4 separate regions of the Mus musculus genome follow, and all the other regions are linked to region 1. A link is a contact called in public Hi-C and promoter capture Hi-C data. All regions are on one chromosome and are shown on one strand. Each heading gives the region's core, a stretch centred on a gene start, on an enhancer-like site or on the middle of the called end of the contact. The rest is flanking DNA. Distances are from core to core; before and after follow the strand shown.

Region 1 (2,916 bases), core at 166-2,665:
GACTCATTGTGGGACTTCAAGAAAATGCTTATACGATCAACAGGGAATGATGGGACTCAGTCTGCGGTGTGAGAAGCAGGTACTTTTTACTAGACTCTGACTTAAGTAACCCCTGTCACAGAGCCCTCATTCCTCTTCCCAGAAGACACCCCTGCAGCCTGGGCCCAGAAATGTGTGTGTATTAATGTCTAAATCTTGTGGTTTTCAAGGTTTATCTCTAGAGATCTCAAAGGTCACACCAGTGTCATAACTGCTCTGTGCAAGAGCTGACATCAGGCCATAACCAAGTCTTTTCTTGAGCAACTCCAAGTTCTTAGGTCAGTGCCTCTCAGGACAGGCATAAACCAGAATGAATTGGAGCATCCTGTATAGGTAGTGAGGTTAGCAGACCACAGCTTTCTTGGGGGTGGGAGTGGAGGTGGGGGTAGGGGTGGGGGCAGGGGTGGGGGCAAGGTTAGGGTAGGGTAGGATGGGGCTGCTGCCCTATGTCTATTCTGACAAGGTCCTTGCCCATTCCCACTTGGCCCACACCCGCCCAGCACCATCTGCCTGCTCCCGGCTGGCACTCTGTCAGCTTCACGGCACTGCAATGAGCTTGGAAAGCTGGTGCATGGCTTAGCAGAGAGAGAATCTAAAATCCTTCCTCTGCCCACACGCCCCCCCATAGACCCCCCTACTCCCCCTCCTTGCTCCCCTCCACAACCAATTTATCTGCCAGTCCAGCCTACAAGCAGAGCTGGGGCCAAATTGGCTGCTTGCCCATGCTTATCAGACTCTGTGACCAGATGGCAGGAGAGCGGCCCATGGCAGGCAGGACAGGGCTGGGAAGTCCCTGTGTGCAGAGAGTGCTCACTGGGGAGGCATGAGGCCAGAAGGTTTTCTAAGTTGCAAAGGAGGTAAGGGGGAGAGGGACACTTTATCCCTGAGGGAGTCAATGGACTGTGGAGTATGTTTATGTAAACACATGGACACATGTATGCACATATGTGCCCTTATGTGGTTTTATACATTTGGGTGTATGCATGGTACGTGTACTTTTGCACACGTGAATCGCTTGTGCATCTATGCACACATGTGTATATTCCTGGTGCTGTAGAGAAAAAGCAGGAGGTGGGACTGGGAATGTCCTGTGCATCCGAAGTCCTAGAGGTGTGCCACTCATGGCCTGCCCTGGCACTGGTGTGCATAGTCGGCTGCAGGCTTGACTGCTTGGCTCGTTTCAGCCAGCTGGACTGGCTACACTGGAGACTGCACAGCCTAAGCAGAGGCCAGCTTCTCTGGCTGGGGAGGGACTCCCAGCTGCTGGCCAGAGGCAGCATGCATATTAATTCATTGATTCATTCCAGATTCTGCAGGTGTTCTCTCCAAGCCCACACCTCTGGAAAGTAGGACACTGTGAGAACTGAGAGGAGGCTGGCTTGCCACGGCGCAGAGAAAGGGAGTATTCAAGGTCGCTTGCGGGAGACGCATTGACTCACTCCTAGGTGATCTTTCAGGGGATTGGGTGAGGAAGGCCCAGCTTCCTGGCCTCCCTGGTACCACTCTTAGCAGGTTACCCTACCCCATTGATGACACCAACCCCCAGAGTCTGTTCATGTCCTTTCCGCCCTGTGCCAATCCCTGGGTGGTTTTGGCCTCTCCCTGGTAAGTGCTCCATCTTTGCCCAGAGCTCTGTTTTCTCTTCAGATCTCCCAGGCTGTACCCACTGCTCCCCAAGGCCTCTGTGCTGTACCCTGGTGGAGATTCACAGACCACCCAAAACCTGCAGCCTGGGCCATTCCCAACTTTCTCCCCTGCTTCTGTATTCGGTCTCTGGAAGCCTAACTCCTTTCCACCAGGCCTCGACCACTGCCCGTGGCACCTGCACCTCATCCTCTGGTCTTCCACAGCCAGGTCCCAGGCTTCAGGTTTTGCTCATCGCCGTGACACTTTAGGAACCACATTTTATCCATTCTCCAAACTGTCCCAGGTAAGGACTCTTCCTTCTGGTACAGCTAGAATCCGTCTACCTGGTGCTTAAAGCCTGTGCACAGAGCTCCATAAACTTCATGAATGCCCTGCTCTGAGGCCTCTCAGGCCACTCTCTGACTCCCTCCATGATGCTCACATGCTCCCTTCACTGTGCTCCACCAACTCCAGTGTGGTCCACATGAACCGACCAGGACCCACATTCAGTCCTGCCAGGCTCCCACTGAGCCTCTCACTCAGCCTCAGCACCTCATCCTGCTCCAGCCTTCTTTTCACATTACACAGGCTTCCTCCTTGACCTTTACAGGATCAAAATTGTCTTATGTTACCCCCTCTCTGTGTGCTAGGGGGTGACAAGGTATTTGTATTTCAACCACAAAAGTGTGCTGCATACTGCTGCCCCTCCACCGCATTCACACAGGATATACCTGTCCCTGCCCCCCAAACTCAGGCTCAAGGCTCTGTCTGGCGATAGAACTGCCTTCTTCCCCTTGGCCTGTCTCTGACCACTGAACTTCCTGATCTGTCTGAGGCATCATAAAGTACCTCTCTCTGGGAAAGAGAGACACTTGATGTCCATGCTTATGCATTTCTCTCCTGTCCCCTCAACTAGAGGGGATTTGTTCTCTGCTCTACAATAACCCATTACTGGTGTGAACACGCCTAACTTCAGGGCTGTTTTCACTGAACTTAAGTTGCCTTAAAATTTCTCTCACCCTGATGTACCTACAGATTCTATATGTTCTATTCAAAATGTAGATCCCAGCTGCTTCCATGTGGGCCAGGGCTTGGGACTCTTCATTCCTAGGAAGCAAAGCATTGTGGGAGGGCAGACATCTTGGATCTTCCCAGGAAGTAGCATACAGTCATTGCTGCTGTTGCAGGACACATAGGTGACTCACACAGGCATCTCATGCTCTGTAGGCTGGGAAATAAAAGGAAGGTGAG
Region 2 (2,916 bases), core at 308-2,807, 750 kb after region 1:
ACATCCTCGTTTAAACAGAGGTCACACCTATCATAATGCTACATATTTGCTTTACCAGGGGACACACCTATCATAGCATCATGCTCACATGTTACCAGAGATTTTATCATGACATCATACTTTATACTCCTTAACATAATTCTAAATGTTGATTTAACCCTCTTACTATGTCTTCTTAAAAAGTGTGGGGATGATATAGAGAAAGGATTTTCTAGACACTTATGAATAATTAACCAGGAAGACAATGTCAGTCAGTAACTGTTCCTATTCTCTCTCCAGGTTATGGTTCTATAAAAAGGGTACCACATGGGGCTGTGTAATGGGGCTTGAGTCCCATTGAGGACAAATTCCTATCACAATTGAGGTGTGCTGGCTACTGTCCCATCTTTTTCTAAATCAGAGTTCTCTGACTTTAAGATTATATATTTCAGTATACTGATAGTCATTTTTTTTTCTATGTTAGAGGACATATCTGATACTCTCTGGGTAGGTGTGGCCAGTGGCTGTTCTTAAAGAGGTTCTGTGTTTTCTTGATGATAAATAGGTAGAAAAACAGAAGGCAGAGTGGCCAGGGGTTTCAGACCCCAGTAAGCAGCAGTTAGCTTCCCTGGCAGCAGAGGACTGTGCCCTGGGATCAGAATGGTCTCTGAGAACTTCTGGATGTCCCCTGAATCTGCATGTCTCTCCAGTTAAGCACTATTTAAGACATTTAAAAATTATTTTTCTGTCATGGTTCTTCAAGACCAGTGTTCACAGCCAGAGAGCAATATGTACCACCAAAAATTATTTTCTTTTATTATCACAAAGACAAGACCAGGTTATAGCAAGAAGACCGGGGTGTTTTGTCTCACAATCTAAGAAGCAGAGAGTATGAAATGAGATTACTTATTCCTCATTTCCTTTCTTACTCATATTCCCATTGTAATGAGAAAAAATATACCGATAAAGCGAAGCACTTTGTTTAACAAACTTTACATCCTTAACTATAAAAGCCTAAAATAACCCCCCTACTGCTGTCCATGGCTGCTGTTAGGAAAGCAAGAAGGGCCATCGAACAGTGTCCTTTAAAACCTCCCCTGGCCTGCCAGAAGCACTTCAGTGTTGACAGCCAAGCCATTGCCTCCCCCTAGGGAGCTGAGGGCCGTTTCCATGGAAACCCAGCCCATCTCTTCTGTGGTTTCAAAAACCCAAGCTGTGCACACAGACTGCCTCTGATTGTCCCACGTGGGCCTCCCTTCCTGGGAAGATGTGCTCCTAGAGGGATGGTTACCAGCGTGACAGGAAAAGTGGATTCCACACACCTCCCCCAGGCCCGGAGTGGAGGAGAGGCCTGAGAGGCAGGGCCCTTTTTTAGAGGAATCTTCATCTCCTCACTTGAGGCTGCAGAAAATTGTGGTTTTGAATATTGAAATTTCTTAAGGCTGGGAAATTTTATATGTAAATCTATGAGTTTAAGAAAGCCTTAAAGTCTTGAATAGTCAGATAGGAATAAATGCCTGGGAGGGCAGGTGAAGCAGCCCCAGCTCCCTCTCTCGGCCCAAAGGTGCCACCTGCTGGTAGAGAGTGGCAGGCAGCAAGCGCTTCAGCAGTTAGGAGCTCAAACAGTGCAGGGGGAGAGGAGCAATCAGTGGGCCTGCCCTTCTCTGCTCCTCTCAGAGAGGCTCTCTAGCCCCACAGCTACCGTCCTGGCTGTGAGCAGGCCCACAGCCTCATGGCTAACAGGTGGTCTCACCTGGCCGAGTTCCTGAAAGCAAACCTTCTGCAAAACAATGACAACCCTGAAAGTGAGAAAATTATTTTTTTCTTTTGTGGTAGGAAGAGTGCATCTTGAACCTCTTTCTTACTAGGTGACAAATTATACCTTTGTAAAGGACAGCCTAACACGTAGAACTTGCTGCAAAGGTTTTGTAGGTGGGGGTAGGAGGAGCCAATTATCGTTGTTCTTTCTTGGATATAAGACCTCATTTTCATTTGAGCTTACTCTTGTTAAAGGAATAAACTCTCAATTAACTTTCACTAGGTTTTAAATTAGGAAGAGCTTTAAAATCTCCCTACAGTAGAAAATAAGGCCGAGTGTAGGTCATTGGTGAGTAGGAAACACAGAGTCTCTTGAAACACCTCCAACCAGAACTGTTATTCCTTTCAGTATCTCTCAGGATGGTTTCTCTCAGGTGAGTGCCTCAGCATTGGCAAAATCAACCACTGAACAAGCCTACTGAATCACTTCTCAGGAAATATTCTCTTAGCTATTGAGTGACAGGCCTTATCATCACACAGGACGTGAAGGCTAACACAGTTAATCTGTTCAAACCCAGTCCCCAGTCAGGGATAGAGCTGTTATTGACAAGTAGGTTTCATTCAAACAATCTCAGCCTTATTCTGTAGCCAATGGCTATTTCAAAGGTCCACCTCCTCCTGCGTGGACCTGAGCACTCCACAGACACCTCCACTGCCCTGACATTCAGGTGGCTTTGCTCCTCCCCTAACACAGGCCATAAATTAAACTCTACCCTTACATGTGGTGTGGAAGATATTGACCTCTATCCCTGAGACCGAGATGCACATTCCCTTTCATGGGGCCAGAGGGAAATTAGAAAATTTCTAAACCCTGAAACTTGCTTATGCATCCAAGTGTGGCAATCTGCCATTCGCACATTTGAAACTGGTCCAGTTCCTGTGTGCCCACCTGCTCCTTGGCACTGTGTCATCCAGTCTGGAGAAAGCACATCTGTGAGTGACTAGTCTGCCAGCCACAGTGTACCAGGCTTGTGGGCTAGCCTCATTTTTGTGCACGGGTAGCCTTCCAGTCTCACCTCTATACTTAGCTAACGTGCTAGCCCACCCTCAGCATTGCTAAGCAGAACCATGCTAAACAGAGGGAAACTAAGGCCTTGGGGAGCATCTGCGGACTGTCCT
Region 3 (2,916 bases), core at 106-2,605, 540 kb before region 1:
GAGATTCTTGCTTGGGAAACCTGGCCGTGATTGAGAAAAGGACAAGGCAAGCACAGAGGCCAGCCGTGGCTAGCTAGACAGCATCTAGGAGACAGAAAAGAATCTTCCTAACTGGCAAGTGTCTGGGAGTTGACAGCACCTCAGTGTTGGGATATGAGGCGAGGTCAAGGCTTCCAGCCTGAGTACTCAGGTGCAGAGTGGGTCATCCTAAAACCAGGAAAGCCAGAGAGGGTATCCTGTGCCCTCTCTGTGGAAGAAAGGCTGTGGGTGTAACATGGGGGCAGAATACGGCTTGACGCCGGTAAAGAAGGAATCTAGAGGGATCAGAGGGCACCAGAAAAGATGGGAGGCAGGCTTAGTAGCAACTCCGTGAAGCCCTACAGGGGGCACAGGGAGGGCATTCAGAAGAAAGAAAGGCTGAGACCAGGGCAGGGAGCAGCAGACCCATCAGGACATCAGTCAGCGCCTTGATCAATGAGTTAAAGAACAGGAAAAGAAGGGGAGACTTTAGCAATTGTGCCTAATCTTTTGAAATCCCAAGACTCCTCTGACATCAGTGTAGTTCATGCTAGACCATGCAATTGGGTTTTTAAGGAAATCACAAAAAAATAGCTAACGTTTTAATGAAGCTGTCTTTGGCTGCATGGAGCATGGGCACTACAGATTGGACATGCCAGAATGACCCACTGAAGCCCCACCATGGAGGTGGGGACAGAGCAGCTCCCCACATGCAGGAGTCAAGGTTCAGCTTACCCATCTGCCACCTGGGGACTCTTCCCCCGCCCCAACCCCACTTCATTGCTCTTGTGTATAAAGAACAGACAGGTTTGTCATCCCAAAACTCAGGCTTGCCACATGTCTAGACAGACAGAGCCTGGGTAGATGGATCCTAGAAAGTGAAAACCAAAGAAAGACCATCTCCCACTAAATGCTCAAAACCCTGGGAGACCTATTGCCTACTACCAGGAGGCTGGCGGGATTGAGGCTCCTGAGTGTGCAGGCAGAACCTGTTGTGTGCTGTGTAGGAAAGGATGGGAAGGGATCCAGAGGTCTCTGGTCCACTGTGGGATTGCTTCCCTTTGAAGCATCTAACTGGTTCAAGGCTGTGGTAGAGGAAAAGTTATACCACCCCTCTGTCTTCTCAGCCTTCCAGCCACACAAGGGATAAGAAAGTTGGATCCCTGAGGCAACAGGCAGATAGGATTAAGGGGCTCAAAAATCCCTGGAGGAAAAACACCTGCATCTCAAATGCCCCAGGGTGATTTTGTTTTCTTTCCTGCAAAACCCCCACCTTAACATAACAATCAATTAGCACTCTATTGTCCTAGGACTGAGTGGGTGCAGCAGAGTCCAGCATGAGTCTGGCTGTCATAAAACAGCCGCAACCTGAGGCTGATTTGAGAACACTTGGCTTCAGCCCATCCCTCGCAGCCCAACAGGAGCAGAGATTCAAAGCTGTTGCTGACACTTGGCTCCTGGTACCAGCTGGCACCACACTCAGCTCCTGTCCTTGGAGAAGTGCACGTGCCAAGCCCCTACCATCAGGGAACACAGGAACTAAGGGCAAGTGTGGAGAATGGGGCACGGTGGAGCCAGCAGCAACTCAGCACAGAGGATGTGAAGGACACAGGGAGGCAGAGTCTGGAGCCCTAGAAAGCAAACACTGCCAGCTGGCCTGGGTAGGCAGCAGCTTGCAGCCTTTAGGGGGCCCCTTGGGCCCCTGAGTGCTGGACAATGCACATAGCATTGATGCCATTGGTTTAAGATGTGCAGAGGTCTGGGGAGAAGAGGAGTGAGACAGCCCTGAGTCTGCACATCCTCTCTGACCTTACGGAGCTGAGTAACCCCGGACAAGTTGTTTAATCTCTCTGAGCCTTTGTTTCCACCTCTGTAAACCTGGAGTCTGGGGCTGGGGTATAGATTAGTTGAGAGAGCACTGGCTAACGTGCTCAATGCTCCAAATTCAATCCCCCAGTATGGTGTAAACTGGCACAGTAGCACATGCTTGTACTCCTAGCATTCGGGAGATATGTGTAAGAAACCCAGCAGTCCAAGATCATCCTTGACTATATATAATTTCAGGACCAGCCTGGACTACATGAAACCCAGCCTCAGAAAAATAAAAATGTAAGCTGGATACGGTGGCTCACATCTTTAATCCCAGCACTTGAGGAGCAGAGGCAGATAAAACCCTGCGAGTTCAAGACCAGCCTGGGTCTTCATAGTTAAGGTTCAAGTGAGCCAGAGCTATAGAATGAGATAGAATGAGACCCTACCCCAAAATACATACAAGAGGTTGGAGCGATGACTTAGTGGTTAAGAACACTGGTTGCTTTTACAGAAGACCTGGGTTCAGTTCTCAGAATCCACATGGCAGCTCACACCATCTATAACTTCAGTTCCAAGGAATCTGATATTTTCTTCTGGAAACAGGCACACATATGGAATGGAGAGAGAGAGAGAGGGGGGGAGAGAGAGAGAGAGAGAGAGAGAGAGAGAGAGAGAGAGAGAGAGAGAGAGAGAGAGAGTGTGTGTGTTCAAGAAAAATACTTAAATACATAAATGAACTCTTTTGTAAAGTAAGAAGCTAAAATCCTGTGGTAAAGGATTTTGAAAGAAAACACCCACAAATAAGCCATTTGTCCTCTCTCCCAGTGACCACCCCAATGCCTGACAGCCTTGCTCAGTGGCTCTGTGCCACCACAGAGCTTGGCTCAGTGGCCCCTGTGCTGGGTCTACACCTATGAAACAGGGTTGGCAGCATGCCCCTAGTTGGATGCTAGAGAAACAGGCACACCACCCAGAACTGCACCTGGCACATAGCAGGTGGGACACACATGTCCCCAGCAACAATCATTCATCATCACATGCAGAGTCACTCATGTGTCTGGATGTGTGGCAGCCTCTATAGACAGC
Region 4 (2,916 bases), core at 270-2,769, 510 kb before region 1:
GCTTTACAAAAGATCAGGCCACAGCAGACAAGCTGTGACAAGGAAGAACAGAGATGAAGAATACCCCGAGCTGGCTCCTCCTCCTCTCTCACTGACTCTCCTGCCTGTGTGTCCTTACCCTCAGTTCTATCTAAGCTAGTGGGTGTGATGGGGCCCTGTCCTCCAACTTTCTCAGATTCTGCCCCAGACCTGGCCCAGAACAGGGCAGGTGGTCACATAGAGGTTGGGTGGGGGGAGGTACCATGTCCACCAGGAAGTACTGGCTTGTGTTCTGGTCCGTTGCCTCTCAGGAAAGGAATTTGGTTTTATAAACGGAGACTATGCAGCAAGCCCAAAATCTTTTTAAAAACAACATCCTTATCTCTTAGCCAGGGCCCAAAGACTGGGGCCCCACTTCCATCAAAGAGACAGCTTTCTGGGGAGAGATTAAATGTGGAATTCACAAAAGAAACAAGAATGAACTGGCAGCAGGCCAGGGGGAAACACAGTAGCCAAACACATCATGACGTGTCCATTAAACACCTACAGTGAAGCCCTGGATCTTGCAGACTCTGAACTATCTGCTGCGAACGGTACTGTCATTTGGAAGCCTCCTCTGTCCTAAAGTGACACTCCCACCCCCCGCCATGAGGCTACAGGGAGGATCTTACCAACACCATGGTAAGGAGACATCTGCCTGTTCTCCTTCGTCTTTGGCACAGATGTCTCAAGATTGGAGAGAAAACCAAATGTGAAGGTTTGGAGCTCTGCTCTCCCAGGCAAGAGTGCTTGTCAAATCAAGTTCCATTCTGCCAAGCAATGGCTTACAAATTTGACCATTTTAATATGGAGCTGCTAGCTGGGGCCACTCAGACACAGCAGCTAGTCCCAAAGCCTGGTGTCAGGGCACAACAAGCAACTGCCCTTTGGAGTTACTCCCCTTTCCAGTGTTGGGAGGCTCTGTCCACTGTTAGATGGCTCCCCTGAGGGAAGTGTACCTCCCTCCTGGTCCCCTCCCCACACTACCTAAAACCACAGCTGAGTATGTCTTGGTGTTGTAGGTCCCTGAACAGGGCTTTCTTAGCTGTCAACCCATAAATGCTGCCCACTGCCAGCCTGGAGTATGTCACTCTCTCAGGTTGGAGTTAGAAATGATCTATGCAAACTCCAGCTCTTAAATAACCTGAGTAACTGTATTTCCATCATTCTGATTGACCAGAATCTGCCTCTGCTGGCTTCTCGAAGATTCCACCTTTAACTCTGAGCTAAATAAATTTTAGAACTCTAGCGTCTAACTTACTGATCAACTCCAGGATACTGAATCCCACTTTGCCAAATTCCACAGCCTGGGTCTACCCTCCAGCCCTGTTTGGAAATTTGCCCTCCTGCCTGTGCTCGACACCTGTCCAGTCCTGGCCTAGTGTCCTGGGGCAGCATCTCTTACCTGGATGCACACTAGGCGAAGGAGCTGTCCTGACAGTCACCGGCTGGCAGAGACACTGCTCCAAGGAGCCTCATGGCTGTTATTTACAGAGACCAGCTGCAGTCCAGCTCAGAGAGAAACCCTGCCTGGGATGTCAGACAGCCCAGCGAATCTGCTGGAGGCTGCAGCCTTATCTGCAAGAGCTTCCTGCCTGAAACCATCAGCTGTCCTGCAGGGCCCTGTGGAGTGTGGGAACTCGGCCCCTGCTGCCAAAGGGGTGTCTGGGGAGCCCAGCCAACCCCACCCCAAACATTCTCTCTCAATTTTGGTTTTCTTTCCTGTTTTGCTTTCTTTTCTTTTTCTTCGAATAAGTGCATGTGCCAAACATGGGGGTGCATGCCAGTAATCCCTGCATTCTGAAGACTAAAGCAGGAGGATTGCTGTGAGTTAAAGGCCAGCCTAGACTATGTAGCAAGTTCAAGGCCAGCCAGGTAGGAGTGCATACTGAGACTGTGTATGAATCTCTGCATACACATGCACCTGCTTACACACACACACACACACACACACACACACACTACAAGTCATTCCCACACAGCAAGCTGGAGAGATCAACAAGAGTTCTGTGCTATAGCAAAACAGACTCCAAAAGCTACCCACTGTGGAGTTCCATCTATAAAATACTCCTGAGAGAGCTGGGCAGTGGTGGCGCACGCCTGTAATCCCAGCACTTGGGAGGCAGAGGCAGGCAGATTTCTGAGTTCGAGGCCAGCCTGGTCTACAAAGTGAGTTCCAAGACAGCCAGGGCTACAAAGAGAAACCCTGTCTTGAAAAACAAACAAACAAACAAACAAACAAACCAAAAACAAACAAACAAACAAACTACTCCTGAGAGCCTGTTAGGAGGTTGATCGGGGGAGCACAAGCACGCTAACACCCTCAAAGAAACAACAGTCGTCCTCCATCAGGGAAGCTGTACTGCTGGCGTGTAGCTTCAGGACAACTCTGTAGATCCATGAGGGAAGAAGCCAGATCAGTCAAACCAACTTCACGATCAATGGAGTGTGTGATGTTGCAGCCATATTGCCCTTACAACCTGTTCATATAAGACTCTTAAAGTGATAAAACTATAAAAATCAAGGACAGATCAGTGATTGGCTAGGACACTGTGTGCCTCAAGGGTGACATGGCTTGGCCTGCTTATGTTGGAATCTGGGTTGCAGTGCTGTGCCAGACTTTCCACTGGGGAAACTGGGCTCAAGGGAACCCTCTGGAATGTTTTCTACAACTGCATGTCAATCTATAATCTCCTCTAAATAAAGCTTAGCTTTTATGTTTTGTTTCTCAAACAGAGCCTCATGTAGCTCTCCTCAAAATCAATAGAAATGGCTTTAGCTCATTCACATTTCCGAAGTTCACAGAAGTACACAAAGCTAACCAAGAGTTCCAAGAATCCTTCCTAAGACCTACCCAAACATTGAGCGATGGTAGCGTATGCTTTTAATCCCAGCAGT

The links. Promoter capture Hi-C pulls out the DNA fragments that hold promoters and counts their contacts. Hi-C and Micro-C count contacts between places; a contact is called where the count stands out from the background.
Region 2: a contact with region 1 is called in a Hi-C map of the N1E-115 cell line, with 2.6 times the contacts expected there. The contact joins two enhancer-like sites. A contact is called at or near these places in 4 of 484 Hi-C or Micro-C datasets (the N1E-115 cell line, cerebellar granule neurons, neural progenitor cells and 1 more) and 2 of 115 datasets of contacts at active chromatin or transcription factors (astrocytes and bone marrow-derived dendritic cells).
Region 3: a Hi-C map of cerebellar granule neurons shows a contact between it and region 1, with 2.2 times the contacts expected there. The contact joins two enhancer-like sites. A contact is called at or near these places in 12 of 484 Hi-C or Micro-C datasets (the N1E-115 cell line, cerebellar granule neurons, cerebellum and 8 more) and 1 of 9 other capture datasets (embryonic stem cells).
Region 4: a promoter capture Hi-C map of hippocampal neurons shows a contact between it and region 1, with 2.7 times the contacts expected there. The contact joins the promoter of Colec11 here to the enhancer-like site in region 1. A contact is called at or near these places in 4 of 39 promoter capture datasets (the 3T3-L1 cell line, embryonic stem cells, hippocampal neurons and 1 more), 1 of 484 Hi-C or Micro-C datasets (embryonic stem cells), 3 of 115 datasets of contacts at active chromatin or transcription factors (SST interneurons, epiblast stem cells and stem cell-derived neural progenitor cells) and 1 of 9 other capture datasets (embryonic stem cells).

The regions. Positions count from the first base shown.
Region 1 is chr12:29,136,371-29,139,286 of GRCm38.p6, forward strand. No RefSeq gene overlaps it. Among named protein-coding and RNA genes, the nearest start is that of Gm31333, 4.1 kb to the right of the region's middle. Within about 2 kb of position 1,416, at least 70 of the 459 cell types and tissues checked have an H3K27ac peak or open chromatin away from gene starts, as enhancers often do. A contact at or near this core is called in the N1E-115 cell line, SST interneurons, cerebellar granule neurons and 5 more, where this site is marked.
Region 2 is chr12:29,881,849-29,884,764 of GRCm38.p6, forward strand. The region is part of intron 18 of Myt1l (myelin transcription factor 1-like); the gene reads left to right. Among named protein-coding and RNA genes, the nearest start is that of Gm46346, 32 kb to the right of the region's middle. Within about 2 kb of position 1,558, at least 80 of the 459 cell types and tissues checked have an H3K27ac peak or open chromatin away from gene starts, as enhancers often do. A contact at or near this core is called in the N1E-115 cell line, cerebellar granule neurons, neural progenitor cells and 1 more, where this site is marked.
Region 3 is chr12:28,600,931-28,603,846 of GRCm38.p6, forward strand. All of the region lies in intron 3 of Colec11 (collectin sub-family member 11), which reads right to left. Among named protein-coding and RNA genes, the nearest start is that of Allc, 20 kb to the left of the region's middle. Within about 2 kb of position 1,356, at least 25 of the 459 cell types and tissues checked have an H3K27ac peak or open chromatin away from gene starts, as enhancers often do. A contact at or near this core is called in cerebellar granule neurons, cerebellum and cerebral cortex, where this site is marked.
Region 4 is chr12:28,621,811-28,624,726 of GRCm38.p6, forward strand. Colec11 (collectin sub-family member 11) reads right to left here and starts at 1,520. Exons shown (of 7, transcript NM_027866.2): 1 at 1,424-1,520.